2 separate regions of the Zea mays genome follow, and region 1 is linked to region 2. The links are chromatin contacts, called in public Hi-C maps. All regions are on one chromosome and are shown on one strand. Each heading gives the region's core, a stretch centred on a gene start, on an enhancer-like site or on the middle of the called end of the contact. The rest is flanking DNA. Distances are from core to core; before and after follow the strand shown.

Region 1 (2,700 bases), core at 13-2,512, 130 kb after region 2:
CCGGACTGTCCTGCGCTCCAAGTGACCGTTGTCCCTCGGTCGACGTGGCAGGTAGTCGTTGGCTAGCTGGCACACCGGACTGTCCGACATTCTGCGCGAACGGTTCGATGAATTATAGCCGATGTAGGCTGAAATTCCCGAGAGCAGCCAGTTGGCCGGATCGTGCATCGGACTGTGCGGTGCACACCGGACTGTCCAGTGCTACGCACTCTAGCCCAACTTCTCATTTTTTCAATCTTATTCTCTTTTGATCCTTTTGTTTTGACTTCATAAAGTCCCTGGCACTTAGACAAATAGGATTAGTTCACAAAACAATTGACTAAGTGTCCAGAGCTTACATTTTTCACTTGGTCCCATATAGATTTATATTGTGTCCTCTTCCAAGCTCAATTTACTTCGTGTACATTTGCTCATTTCTCATGTTAGTATAAACATAATGTGGTGTGCATTTAATCACCAAAACAATATAAAAATGACCCAAGGGCACATTTCGCTTTCACTGAGTCATATACTAGTTGTTTGACTACTAAATATATAGCTAGGGTCGGACACTATAGATTTGATTTAGGGATTCGGGGCGACCGCCCCTTTACCCTACCCTCGAGCCTGACGCTCCATATACAATAGTCTAAGCCGGTATGTTTATGATAAATTGAGACATGTTGCACTTCTATTGGGCTTATTTGGTTCTCTCCTAGTCTCCTGATGAAGTCTGATCTGGACAACAATTTAGGCGCCTGATTTCGACTAGGAGGCTACGACCTAAACAAGGCAAATCTAACACGCCCTAAGGTCATTCTCAATGCATAGTTTCACAAGAAGTTTCATACAATAATTAGAGTGGCACATCATATTTTTAGATGATATGGCACCCTATTTATTATGAAATTGATGAAAATAGTTTCATCACTATGAAACTATGTGAACTCATTTCCAAGACATTGAAAAACACATGAAACCACCATTTAGAATAAATCGTTTCATCTCTATTTATTTTATGCATTTATATTGGTTATTTAGATGCAACATTTAATTGATATTGTAACCTATATAATCGTGAAAGGAAACTTTGTATTAAGAGTGTATGTTTTATTTTTTATTTTATCTCGTCTTGATGATATGGTAGTATTAGAAATAATGCAACAAAAAGAATGGTCTAATATAAAATGCAGTACCGCAACAGGCAGCCGGCTACATGGCCTGATGGGCGCGAGGGATAAAAGCCCAACTCCCAATTCCCCATCTCGCTTGCTGTGTACTCGCGCTCCAGCTCACCATTTCTCCTCTCCCTTCCCTTCCCTAAGCATCTCAGCGAATCCAATCGATCCGAAGGCGATGGACCAGCAGGGTGCGGGCGGGGACGTGGAGGTGCCGGCGGGGCTGGGGCTGACGGCGGCGGAGTACGAGCAGCTGCGTCCGACGGTGGACGCGCACCACCGCTACGCCGTGGGGGAGGGCCAATGCTCCTCGCTGCTGGCGCAGCGCATCCACGCGCCGCCGGCCGCCGTCTGGGCCATCGTCCGCCGCTTCGACTGCCCGCAGGTGTACAAGCACTTCATCCGCAGCTGCGCGGTCCGGCCGGACCCGGACGCCGGCGACGCCCTCCGCCCCGGCCGCCTCCGCGAGGTGTGCGTCATCTCGGGCCTCCCCGCCAGCACCAGCACCGAGCGCCTGGACCACCTCGACGACGCCGCCAGGGTGTTCGGCTTCTCCATCACCGGGGGCGAGCACCGCCTCCGGAACTACCGCTCCGTCACCACCGTCTCCGAGCTCGCGGGCCCCGGGATCTGCACCGTCGTGCTCGAGTCCTACGCCGTCGACGTCCCCGACGGCAACACCGAGGACGACACCCGCCTCTTCGCCGACACCGTCATCAGGCTCAACCTCCAGAAGCTCAAGTCCGTCGCCGAGGCCAGCACCTCCAGTTCCGCACCCCCGCCGCCGTCGGAGTAGCGGGCGGCCGGAATCGGCAAGGGGAGAAACGCAGCAGCAAGTTTTGGGCGTTTTTCTGTTATTTCACTTCTCTGGGAAATGGTCTCTCTGAATTAAATCTGATCGTGGATGGATTTGGACTGGACGAGAGGAGGAGAGGAGGGGTCGGGTCAGCTTGAATCAGGTGTCGCGTTGCCAGGGTGGCGACCTGTAATAACCTCTCCTTCATCTCCTAGATTCATTCCTTTCATCTCCTAGATTCATTCCTTTCATCTTTGCTTCTTCCAGAATTTGGTTAATTTCAGCTTTACGCGAGTGGAATGATTCCTTAGAATTGCTGCTTCTCATATATCTTTGCATTGCATGTTCGCGTTGCATGTTTGCAAGTAGTAGTAATCTTCTTGCATGTGATCCTGATCCATTGCGTAGTTTGTTTGCAGTACAAATGCAAGGTAAAGCCTAGTGTTGCTAGCGCTACAGGATCACTGACTGGTCAATTGTCCTTCATCTAATTAGTTCCACTCATGTCTTCTTAGCAGCTGTTCACTGGTGATGAGTATGCATGGTTAATTTCGTTGCTGCACCTGAATTTGCTGAGTAACTTGAGAATGAAGAGGAAAAAAGAAACACTGTGCGGTTCATTCTTTTCTCGCGTCAGGATTTTAGACGAGCTGCTGGTCTGGTTCTGTGTGTTTTGTTTGTGCAGGTGTGCATCATATATTTGAGCAATGGTTACTAAATCTCAGGTATATCATACTCTCATAGCAG
Region 2 (2,700 bases), core at 40-2,539:
ACCTCACAGGTGGAAAGCTTGGTTATCACTTGCGGAGTTTTGGTACAACACATCATATCATTCAGTTTTGGGCTATTCTCCTTTCAAGGTTCTTTATGGATATGATCCACCATTTGCTGCTGCACCGATGGTTCCAGTTGGGACTGATGAGGATGTATCAGCTCTATTAGCTGATAGAGCAAGGTTTACTGAGCTGTTGAAGGGCAAGTTGGCTGAGGCTCGTAACCGCATGAAATTGTATGCTGACAAGCTTCGGACTGAACGACAGTTTTCAAGTTGGGGAAATGGTTCTACTGAAGCTACAACCGTATGCGCAGCATTCTGTGGTGAATAGATCATGTCCCAAGTTGGCTTTCAAGTTTTATGGTCCTTATAAGGTGCTTGAACGAATTGGGGAAGTGGCTTATAGATTGGAACTGCCAGCCGAAGCGCAGGTGCACCCGGTGTTTCACATTTCTCAGCTCAAAGCTTTCACTCCTAACCATGTGTCTGTCTTCTCCACCTTGCCAAGATATGAGGATTTGAGTAAACAAGGTGTGGTTCCTTTGGAGATTTTAGACCGCGATTGGTCAAAAAGGGAAACAAGGCAGTGTCTCAGGTGCTTATTCGATGGAGCAACATTCCTCAGGAATCGGCCACATGGGAGGATTACTATGTGCTCCGTCAGAAGTTTCCGGATGCAAGTGCTTGGGGACAAGCAGGTTCTGTGGAGGGGGCAAATGTGACGACCACGGAGATATAGAGAGTTTGTATTGTATTCTTCATCTGTGTTGGGCTTTGGTTAGCTAAGTCATTAGCAGTAATCTCGTGTATTTGGGTCTAGGTTTAGCCGGCCCAACGTTTTCGTATAAAGAGTCTGTAATAGAGAGGATTTGAACAGAATAGAAAATACAGAAAGAGAAAGCAGTTGAACCTCCATACCTGAGTTTTGTCGGGTCGGTGAATGTGGCTCATGCCTCGGCGACTTTAGCCGGCGGCCAGGGGCGTTACATTTTATCACTGAAACTAGCAAAAGAATCTTAGGGCATAATTGTTCATCAATTAGTACCATTAAAGTGTTTTTATGCCGCCATAACCCATCATTGTTTAGTTAACACATCTGTATTATGGCCTCATCTTATGACACTAATGAGCACGTACGGACCAAACATTTTCAGGGATATTGTCGGAAACTATGCAGATATACTGTTTGCCAACGCCAGTGAAGCAAGGGCCTACAGCCTACTGCGAGCTACCCTCAACAGACAGCCCCATGTCGGCCACAAGATGCTTGAGCCACTCCGTTCCTCTAGTATCCGTGACCGACGGCATGCATGGCTCCTACATCGGGGTGAAAGGTGAAGCAATATACGTCCCTCCACCACCCTGCATACCCGTGGACACTTGTGGCGCTGGCGACGCATACGCTTCCGGGATTCTGTATGGCATCCTCCGGGGTGCTTCTGACCTGAAAGGCATAGGCCTACTCGCCTCGCGGGTAGCTGCTGTTGTCGTCGGGCAGCAAGGCACGCACCTGCGGGTCCAGGACGCCGACAGACTGGCTGAATCATTTGCACATCACCTGGATAGCTTGGAGTTCTGCTCGGATGTTTGGATAGAATAGATCACTTCGCCAACGTCTGTATCTGGTTTAGTCCAACCCCCAGAAATCTATCAGGGCCGGGCTGTCTCCAGAAACAGGGGTTCCAGAACGAAAGGTAAACGGGGCTCTAAATTTTTAAAAGTTGCACTGATCATATATTTAAGACACATTTTTCATGTACATATATTATTATTTCCCACAATCTGTAGGGATTAATCAATTGTTAAATTTAAATCAGTTAAAGTATTACTGATCCAAGTTCTACTGAAAAGCGTCATTTGTCTAGTATTTCTCAAAATAAAATCTCTAATTATAGCTTCATAATAATATCCTCCAAGACAACATTTTCAAGTACATTTTCGGTCTTTTTTCATAGTAAACCAAAAAAGCTAGCTTAAATTAATTGATATGGTATTTATATATTAACTATTTTCTATTAATTCATTAAAATAGTTCAAAATAATGAAACAAAAGAAGTACAAGCCTTCAAATTAGGGTTAGTGATGCTGTGATGGCGTGGTCATGTGATGCCAAAATGTATAGTGCCTCAGCCCTTCAAACAAGAACAAACATATAAAAAAGCCAGCAATAGGAAATTAGAAATTTGAAACATGCAAGGGTCCGTTTGGATGTAGATACTCGGGATGTTAGAGTCGTATTAGATCCAATACTAAATATGTCTAGTAATGAAAATGAGCTGTAATACAAATCTGTTGTTTGGAAGTGACTGAAATTGCAATTGTAGCCAATGCAAAGGGTCCTAGCTCTGAATTGTATTAAGAGACAACTTCTAGTTATAGTCCAATATTGAAGAATTGAACTTTAATTCTAACTCTGAATTCATTAGACAACCAAACAATGGAATTTAGAAATCCTAATTCTAGTTTCCAATTCCGGACTTCAATATCTACATCCAAACGGGGTGATAGCGTTACACTGGTACTATGATAGATAGGGATACTGCTTGTGGACCCATTTGATATTCTTTGGTTGCCATCCCTATTGCCATAATTGGAACCACACAGATTTTTTTGGGCATGAAAAATACAATGGCACGGTTCATGTTTCCTGTTCTTATTGGAAACAGTTACTGGTCTTTACTGAAAGTAAGGATCTGT

What was found. A called contact is a pair of places that touch in the nucleus more often than the background predicts.
Region 1: a Hi-C map of bundle sheath shows a contact between it and region 2, with 2.9 times the contacts expected there. The contact joins the promoter of LOC100382238 here to the enhancer-like site in region 2. A contact is called at or near these places in 3 of 25 Hi-C or Micro-C datasets (bundle sheath, ear and leaf).

Annotation. Positions count from the first base shown.
Region 1 is chr9:118,101,972-118,104,671 of Zm-B73-REFERENCE-NAM-5.0, forward strand. LOC100382238 reads left to right here and starts at 1,263. Exons shown (of 1, transcript NM_001357017.1): 1 at 1,263-2,262. The coding sequence starts at 1,336. The coding sequence ends at 1,953.
Region 2 is chr9:117,970,277-117,972,976 of Zm-B73-REFERENCE-NAM-5.0, forward strand. It overlaps the pseudogene LOC103640211. Among protein-coding and RNA genes, the nearest start is that of LOC100276378, 61 kb to the right of the region's middle. Within about 2 kb of position 1,290, at least 13 of the 20 cell types and tissues checked have an H3K27ac peak or open chromatin away from gene starts, as enhancers often do. A contact at or near this core is called in bundle sheath and ear, where this site is marked.